2 separate regions of the Mus musculus genome follow, and region 2 is linked to region 1. Evidence: chromatin contacts called from public HiChIP or PLAC-seq data. All regions are on one chromosome and are shown on one strand. Each heading gives the region's core, a stretch centred on a gene start, on an enhancer-like site or on the middle of the called end of the contact. The rest is flanking DNA. Distances are from core to core; before and after follow the strand shown. Region 1 overlaps Cabin1 (calcineurin binding protein 1). Region 2 holds the start of Chchd10 (coiled-coil-helix-coiled-coil-helix domain containing 10).

What was found. HiChIP or PLAC-seq counts read pairs in DNA pulled down with a chosen protein or histone mark.
Region 2: an H3K4me3 HiChIP or PLAC-seq map of stem cell-derived neural progenitor cells shows a contact between it and region 1, with 22 read pairs. The contact joins the promoter of Chchd10 here to the enhancer-like site in region 1. A contact is called at or near these places in 3 of 39 promoter capture datasets (the C10 cell line and epiblast stem cells), 7 of 115 datasets of contacts at active chromatin or transcription factors (bone marrow-derived macrophages, double positive thymocytes, embryonic stem cells and 2 more) and 3 of 9 other capture datasets (adipose tissue, liver and pancreatic islet).

The regions. Positions count from the first base shown.
Region 1 is chr10:75,681,944-75,686,542 of GRCm38.p6, forward strand. It overlaps Cabin1 (calcineurin binding protein 1), which reads right to left. Exons shown (of 37, transcript NM_172549.3): 29 at 2,349-2,462. Among named protein-coding and RNA genes, the nearest start is that of Gm40696, 13 kb to the right of the region's middle. Within about 2 kb of position 2,453, at least 58 of the 459 cell types and tissues checked have an H3K27ac peak or open chromatin away from gene starts, as enhancers often do. A contact at or near this core is called in stem cell-derived neural progenitor cells, where this site is marked.
Region 2 is chr10:75,930,847-75,935,445 of GRCm38.p6, forward strand. Chchd10 (coiled-coil-helix-coiled-coil-helix domain containing 10) reads left to right here and starts at 2,284. Exons shown (of 5, transcript NM_175329.4): 1 at 2,284-2,652; 2 at 4,569-4,599. It overlaps Mmp11 (matrix metallopeptidase 11), which reads right to left and starts at 1,656. Exons shown (of 8, transcript NM_008606.3): 1 at 1,488-1,656. The coding sequence starts at 1,607.

The sequences.
Region 1 (4,599 bases), core at 1,203-3,702:
ACAGAAAACAACTTGGACAAATACAGAACCTCACTCACGGGGAATGAAGCGTGTCAAGAACTTTACCCAATCCTACTCCCTGGACTAAAATGCAAATATTCATTCAGGAAGCTGAAGTGAGAGGATCATGAGTTTGAGGCCAGACTGAACTACATTCCAACCCAACCCTGTTCCCCAATCCACCCCAAAATTAGAGCCATCAAGATGGTTACCAAGACAGCACTTGCCGTGTAAGCTTAGCAACCTGAACTTGGTCCCTAGAACCCAATACAAAGGAGGAAGCAAAGAGCTGGCTTCGCAGTACTGTCCTGACTTATATTCACAAGTCATGGCATGCATACTATGGCACATGTGTCCCCACACATGTACCCACATATACACATAAATACTTTAAAACTAAGAGGCCTGAAAATGTTAACAACACTGATCAACTCATGAAGTCTTGAGAAAAAAGCATGTGTGTAAGGGTGAGGGTGTGGGCAGAAGCAAGAGTGTGAAAGGGTGTGGGGGGGTAAATCTCAGAGTGTGAAAGGGTGAGGGTGGGGGTAAATCTCAGAGTGTGAAAGGGTGAGGGTGGGGGTAAATCTCAGAGTGTGTGAGGGTGAGGGTGAGGGTGTGGGCAGATCTCACAGTGGTATCTACTGATACTTTTAAAGTATCACAAATATTTTAACCCAAGCAGGAATTCAATTTCTAGGCTTTATCTTATAAATGAGCTCCCCCTACCCTTACAAATATACAATAATAAATATCAGGAGTGCTGTTTGTAGTAACAGACGACTGGGAATAACCGACACATCTGCCAGGGGGTAACGATGGTCATCCACCTGAGCACTGCACAGCTATATAAAATGAATGATCAAAGTCGGGCATGGCAATGAATGCCCAGAATCCCAGCACTTGGGGAGGTCGAGGCAGGAGCATCTGAACTTAAAGGTCATCTTTGCATACTCAGTGAGTCTGAGAGCAGCCTGAGCTAGAGGCCCTGACTCAAGAAAATATCAACCCAGAAGGCATGGGCTGAGGCAGCAGGACTGCAAGTTAGAGGCCAGTCTCGGCTGTACAGCAAGACTCCTTCCCAGGCACAACCCTAGCTTAGCCTGAGTGAGGCCTTGGCTTTGATCATCAGTACTACAATAAATGATAAATAGGAAGAATATTAAAATACAGAGATGCTATTAGAGAGAAAACAAATTTAGGGGGGGGCGCATGCCTAGGGGTAGAATTGTAGGATTGTATGTGCTTCTATACCTCATGTATAGATATGCACACTGGCTTATGAAAGGCCTTCTGGAAGGACATACACGGAACAAAGACCCACCCATGGTGTGCAGCAGGGCTATGGGCTGGGCACAGAGGTTTGCGGGTGCTTTTTCACAGCAAATTTGTTAGTACCATGAAGTCTGATTAGCAATGACATCTACGGCCTGCCTATAAACAATATTCAGAGCACAGGAAAGTACTGCGTTCTAGATTTGAGTGCCCCAGACAGGAATTTTAGTTGAGGTACAGACCCCAAACTTACAGGCTGGGAGAAAGGACAAGCCATGGAATTGGGCACTCTTACCCCTTGGCTAGCTCTCAGTGAAGGCCCTGACAGATCTACACCTTAAGGAGATGGCTCTACCATAGCCCTCCTGCCAGACAGTACCTTCGAAGGCAAACCTTGTCCTTACATTTCTCTCTGAATATCAAGAAATCAGGATAAAAAGAAACCAAAGCTAAGAGGGTCATGTGACATGCCAAGGCTACCCAGGTGGGACCAGCCAGGCTCAGGGGTGCAGAGAGAGGATGGAGAACTAGACTGGGGTTAAAGAGGAGAGATGGTCGTGGGTAGGGCAGAATGCGTGTGGAAAGGCTGGGCTGGCTGCTGCTGAGGAGGCAAACAGGAGCAGCCCTAGAAGTTGAGTGACATCTCAATCACGAATGCTGCTCTCCCGTTAGTGGAATGGCAAGGCTAGTTGGAAGGGCACTGAAGGCCCAGCTTTGGGAAAACTTAGTTCTCGAGCAGGAGAGTTAGCCTTAGTGAGAAGCTTCTTGGTGCCCAAGATCACATGAGGGAGGACATGGCCTGTTCCAGAGCTTTAGCCTCAAGCCCTCTGCTTGCCCATTATGCCCCTGAACACCCAGGGCTCTAGAGGACACACAGAGCTCATCCATGCCTCTCCCTAATGCCAGAGGAAGTAGTGACTCGCTACAAGTCACTCAGTAATCACAGCCCCTTATCAGTTTTGATTCTCTTGTCAGTCTGCCCTCTGAGGGTGATGCAAACACCTGACCAGGGTGTGTCTCTAGTGAGACGCAGTGGCAGCAAGCAGCCTCGGAAATCAACAGGGCAAAGTACTCACGTTGAAGAAATTGGTCTTGTTCCTCTCGCAGAAGAGCCCCTGTGCCGGCATGTGCTGCAGCTGTTGCCATGGGATACTGCTGCCTAGCAACACATCACGGGCCCACTGGAGGTTCTGGGGAAACAAGAAGTAGGTTGGAAGTGAGTGTGTGGGCTGCTCAGGGTGCCCATGGGAAGGCAGGTGGTCCCTTCTTCATGGCTGCACTGGCAAAAATTGTGGTGAACAATAGCTGTGCAGACATTGATCCTACTGTTCCAGGAGGCTTTGGACAAGAGCTCTGAGCACTGCGCTGTGGGATGCGTTTTTGGAAATGATTTTTGTTGTTGTTCACCAAAGCTGACTTAGGAATGTGGCCTCAGATTACATAAGGCAGTGGGCATAGAGACCTCTCACCTTGCCCAACCCTAAAAAACTGCTGTGCAGACTCAGTGCCCGCATTTACTGGGAACCCCTATTGGCCCTGTATGCAAACAAACCCTACTCATTTACCAGGAATCCTTACTTCCTATACACTGTGGTAGAGCTGCCTCAGGGACTGGGCTTTAGTCACAGTGGGGCCCAGGCTCTCTTGGCAGTGGAGCATCTTGTTGCTACTTGTAGCCTCCTGAAAGGTACAGGGAGTGGGAAGGCACCTTCGGGTCCAAGGGTCCTTCACCCTTCCTGAGCTCCTACTGCCCCTCGATACCCCCACCTCTGCTGCCATTACCTCAGGCTTGAAGAGGAAGGGGTAGCCACAAAGAAACAGAGCAGAGCAGAGACAGGATAGGCTCTGCACAGTTAAAGGGAAGGAATAAAAACCAAGAGTAGCCTAGCTTGCCCATCAAAGCTGTTAGGGGTGCAGGAGCCTAGGAATGAAGCTCGAGGCACACACAGCAATGCTCAGTCATGAAGCCTGGGTCTTAGTGACAACTCAGTCAGGCTCTTCTTGGGGAGATGCTTAGGCCAGGTGGATAGTCCCCATGCCTGGTCCAACCAGTCATAGTCAGACATTCACAGAGCACGACACAGAGCATAAGACAGGAGAGCACTTGCAGGGTCTCGGGGAGTTTCGTTTCTGTGCAGTACTGGGGATTGAACACAGGCTTGCACACAGCAGGTAAGCATGCTGCCACTGAAGCACAGCCTACGGTGCAGCCCTTTCTCTCCCACCGAGCTGTAGCCTAGACGTTTTTTTTCCTCCTTAATTTTGAGAAACTCACTAAGTTACCCAGGGTGGCCCAACGTCTTGGTCTTCTTGCTGATACTTGCTGAGCAAGCACCGGCACTACAGGCATGCACTACCATTCCTGGAGATTTTTTAAAAATTTATTTAAATCAGTAATTTATTTTTGCAGGGCTGGGAGTCAAACCCAGGACCTTGGTCATACAAGCCTGGAATTCTAATCCTGAACCATATTCAAACCCCTACCTGTAATTCTAATTCCTCCTGTACTCCCCCTGACTTCCGGAAGCTGGGCACAAAGCTGACACCTGGGCTATGGCTTGCACCATGAATGGACTATGGTAAGAGTCCAGCTTGTTCACACAAGAGCGAGGTGTGGTCCCCTGTGAAGCACTCTGCCTGGCCTGAGTAGACTCCCCCTGAGGTGAGTCAAACCCCAGGAAACCCAGGACATGGACCAGCTCAGTGCTGCACAGGCCTGGAAAAGGTTACCACAGCACTGTGACACTAAGGGACTTGTCGGCAGTGTCCTGATGACCTGAGGTGGGAAGGAGATAGACCAGGGCTCAAGAAGCATCTTCACAGTGGCCACCACCTCCTTAAGAAAACCATGGGGAAGCCGAGCGGGCGTGGTGGCGCACGCCTTTAACCCCAGCACTCGGAGGCAGAGGCAGGCGGATTTCTGAGTTCGAGGCCAGCCTGGTCTACAAAGTGAGTTCCAGGACAGCCAGGGCTATACAGAGAAACCCTGTCTCAAAAAAGCCAAAAACAAAAAAGAAAGAAAAAGAAAACCAAGGTGAAAAGACCTCCTTTTTAGCTGGGGAAGGGAGAGAGCAGTGCTGGTACAAGGGGGATGGGGGGAGGTGGCTGCCTTGCTAGGCTGTTAGATGAGGATCCATCCGAACTCCTTCCTGACTCACAAAGGGGCAGCAGGAGAAGTTTCCCAATGCCTGGGAAGAATTCAGAAAACACTGCCTGCTAAACTCAGCTTGGACGGGGCTCTGCGCTCTGTGTAGAGCACATTCTCCAGTTGTTCAGATTGCCAAAGACAGGCATGAACTCACTGACTGATGGCGAAGCACAAAAGGA
Region 2 (4,599 bases), core at 1,034-3,533, 250 kb after region 1:
GCAACTGATACACAGACCACCCTTGTGCTTCTGCCTAACCCCTTCCCACCCATCCCTACTAGCTCCAGAAGGAAGGGCAGCTTCCCTGGCTGCTAGGTGGTGGATTTTTCACAAGCTGGGGGCTGGGGTGAATAAATATTTACCGAGCTCTTTTGGCCCCGCCGATGGCAGTCTAGGGATAAAAGCGTTAGAGGTGACCAACCCTTTCTGCGCATCTAAAGTGTGACAGATCCTCGGCTCGGATCCCACCCCAGGCTTGCCCCCCCAAGCCCTGTACAAGCAAGCATTGGTGTGGTTTGCCTCGTCTTTTATCCTAAATGCCCAACAGGAGGTACCGGTGCTCTTTCCTGCTTTGCCCCCTTAGTAAGAAGTCAGGAGAAGTGCAATTCTCGAAGGCATGAGTTCTATCGCTGGCTTCTGCGGGGGTGGGAGTGGGTGGGGGTACGGATGGGGGGAGGGAGGGGATTAACGACTGCGCTCCGCTCCGAGTTCTAGAACAGGGAACTCCATGTTTTGCTTGAGGAGGTCCTGATCCACAATACCCACTCCCCTTTCCAAACCCTTTCTCTTCCAGTGTGCAGCAAAACTGGCAGATGGATTGGTATGGCTGGACCTGTCCTGGGACACCTGCCTATCATACCTTCCTCCCATCCATCATTCCTTGAGCTGGCCGGCTGCCTTAGCTGGCTACTGAGGGCACGGTACCCCGTGGGCATTGTAGATCTGTAGTGGTTCCAGCTCCAGCCCCAGCACAGCTTAGTCTCTACTCTGACAGGTGCCTCAGAGACCAAGCTGGAAGAAGGATGCAGCCATTGGGACACACAGGCTGGGAAACCCTCAATCTCTCTTCTTCCCCTTTGCCTCTTTGCACCCCCTTTCCTTTCTCTTCTTCTTTATGCTTTTGTTCCCCCGGTGCTCCCTTCTATTCTGACTGCACCTGATGCTCGCACACACTATCTCTCTCAGGTGCATTTTCTGTCGGCTACCAGGACTCCCAGACTTGTCTCCTGCAAGCTGGGGCACCTCTCTCAACTTGGGCCCCATTTTCTCCTTCCTAGCTCTTCCTTTATTCTCCATCCACGGTACACACCTTGCAGGGGTGCTTACTGGAACCACACACCCGGAGGCTGCCCCTTTTTGCTCCCCCCTCCCCCCAGACTTGCTTTGCTTCATTCCAGTGATGAACAAGGGGCCTTGGCATCCACTCCCTCTGCTACCTCTATCAACACACACTCCAGCATCCCTAGCTGGGGGCTGGAGAAGCCGGTCTCCAAACTGAGTTCAGCGCAGAGACGCGTCTCACCAGCTCCACTTGCACACTGCCAACCACGGGAAGCTCATTATAGTACGCTCAGAGAGACCCAGAAGGCATTTCGGGGACAGACTGCACTAGGGTAGCCAGGGAGCTCGCTTGGTGGGTCAAGCTCAGCCAGTGGGCCCAGCCCGCGTGCCCAGCCCTCCCTCGGGGAGGAGTGGCGGGCACTCACCGGTGGCCTGGCCCGGGCCATCAGCGGCGACGGCAGGAGCAGCAGCAACAGGAGCAGCAGAGGCAGCGGGAGCAGGAGGACGCGCGAAATCGCGCGGAGGAGACAGGCGGCCCGTGCCATCCGCCCCGGGGCTGCTGGGCCTGCTGGGCCAGGCCGGGCCGCCGCCCCTTATAGCATTCGCCCCGCCCCCGCCGGCGCCGGGACCGCACCCCCCACCGCCCCGCCTCCCCCTGCCTTTTGTTCTAAACTCAACCGGCCTGCAGCAGCGGTCTGAGTTAGGGAGGAGTGCCCGGAGGGGCTGGGTCCCTTAGAACTAGTGAGAGCCGGGGAGAGCTCAATTCTGCTCTCCAGCCCCACTTCAGAAGTCTCATCCTTCGCCAGGTCTCTCCATGGTGGCTTGACTTGTTTTAGCCTGTGGCAGGTGGTCAGATCCCCAATCTAAACAGCCCTAGCTAACAGGAAAGTGGTACAATAGCTCTTGCAAGGAGCGGACTATTGAAATGTGACCTCAGGGGAAACTGAGGCATATGGCGGAAGTTGGCCAGTCCCCACACCTTAAAACAAAACAGAGACGGGTCTGGAAAGATGGATCAGTGGTTAGGAGCACTTGTTGCTCCTGCAGAGAAACCTGGCTCCCGTTCCTAGCACCCACAGGGTGGCCATCTAGGAACTGATGCCTTCTTCTGACCTCTACTGACACTTGGCACACGCTGATGCAAATGGCTGATGCAAATGCGCACACTTAACAATTTCAGACCAGAGGCAGTCAGCGAGGATCTTGGAGGGAGGGACCAGATTTTTTCTCTACTAGCAGGCAACTGGGTCAGTTGGCTGGGAGGAAAGGGTCAGGGATGTTTGAGTTGGACACTGGAATCTCAGGTTGTTCCCTGGCCGGGGGGCACACTAGCCAACAGGCTTTTCCTGACCAGTCAGGCTCAGCCATCTGAGACAGGGACAGAATCACATCTGAGAGGGAGGTCTACGTGCTGAAAACAGTTCAACTACTCTAATCTCTGCAGCGAGTGTCCAACTGTGCAGTGTTCCCTCTTGGATGACAATGGCTCTACAAGGCACTGCAGGCCTCTTCCACCAGGCCTTCAGCTCTCTTCTGAATTCTGGTGGGCCAGTGGGGCCCTGAGCTGCTGCAAAGTAGGGGCAGAGAGTGGTAAGTTTTACTTGGCCATCTGCAATCTTTTAAAAAGCCTCACCTTTTAAAGGCTGCCATTCCTTCCCGTCGTCCTTCCTCCCTTCCCACCCACCCCTCTTTTCTTTTTTTTATGACAGAGTCTCTCTCTCTCTCTCTCTCTCTCTCTCTCTCTCTCTCTCTCTCTCTTTTTTTTGACAGAGTCTAGTATGTGTACATGTAGCCCAGGCAGGCCTCCAACTCAAGATTCCTGTCTTTGCCTATTCTGACTGATAGGACTGCAAGCATGTATCATCATAGCTAGAATTTCCAGGTCTGGTTCAGACTCATCTCAGCAGTGTTGGTCAAAGAATCATAAAATGGATGAGGCATTCATAGTCCTACCCTCCACCCCCAAGAGTGGGTTTCTCTGTGTAGCCCTGGCAATCCTGGGACTCTGTAGAGTAGGCTGGCCTTGAACTCAGAGATCTGCCTCTATTAAAGGCATGCACCACCATGCATAGCATTTTAAAAATAAACTCTTCATTGGATGCATGCCTTTAATCCTGACATTTGGGAGACAGAAGCAAGTGGATTTCTGTGGGTTTGAGACCAACCTGCTCTACAGAGTGAGCCAGGCTATATGAAGATCCTGTCTCAACAAAAGAACCCCCAAACCCTAAAACATTTATTTGTGCAACCTAAACAGCCTTCAGTGTTGCCAGGGATGCACGACTATTTTCTGAGGAACTTGCAGCTTATCAGCCAGACCCCCCACCCCCCCCACCCTCCACTTCCCACCCCCTTACCCCCCAACCTGCCCCATTACCCCACATTACCACACTTAGTAGAGGATCTGGAAGGTGGGCTAGCCACGGAGGCCCACAGAAGGGGTTGAAGCTGGAAGAATGTTACCACTTGCCTACTGGATACAAGGTAAGCAGAGGCCAAATAGATAAGCCAGTGGGGTCTGCTCAAGCCTGCCCCCCCCTTTTTTTTTTTAATTTTCTACAACAGCACATTTTTTTAAAAGATTTATTTATTTATTATATGTAAGTACACTGTAGCTGTCTTCAGACACTCAAGAAGAGGGCATCAGATTTCGTTATGGATGGTTGTGAGCCACCATGTGGTTGCTGGGATTTGAACTCGGGACCTTCAGAAGAGCAGTCGGCACTCTTAACCACTGAGCCATCTCGCCAGCCCCCTGCCCCCCCTTTTTTAAAAGATGTATTTATTTATTTCGTGTATGTGGGTACATTGTCGCTGCCTTCAGACACACTAGAAGAGGGCATCAGATCTCATTATAGACAGTTGTGAGCCACCATGTAGTTGCTGGGAATTGAACTCAGGACCTCTGGAAGAGCAGACAGCTCTCATAACCACTGAACCATCTCTCTCCAGCCCCAGTCAGTGCTCTTAACAGTTAAGCCACCTCTCTAGCCTGAGTCTGGCATTTTTTTAAAGGAAAGAGTGGCTTGTCTTTTACCTACTCACCTCACCAAAAAGTCTATCCTGCAGATGGGTGGTGATTCCACTTGGGAGGAAAGCTGAAGTCTTAATGAAAGAGGCCTGCTACAGAGGCTGCTTAAAGAAACCAGGTTTGGGACACCTGAATGGGCAATGCATGGTCCTGAATAGTTTTGACCCCTGTTGCTGAGGCATTTGAATTGTTTGTGCCAAGTGATCTCTGTTGTCACAGTAAAATAAACACTGAAAGAAGAGGAGAAAGAACTCAAGGCCCCCTGTGCCCTTTCTACTCTGGCCAAAGGTTATTATTATTTGTTTTATTTTGTTTTGTTTTGTGGGAGACAGTTCTGTGTAGCCCTGGAACTCAGTCTGTAGACCAGGCTGGCCTCGAACACACAAGATGCACCTACCTATACCTGCCCCCCCCCCAAGTTCTGGGGTTACAGGTGTGTGCTCTTTTAACCTTTTTTTTTTTTTTCTCTCTCCAGAGGTTATGGCATGATCCCAGCCAAGGTCTCT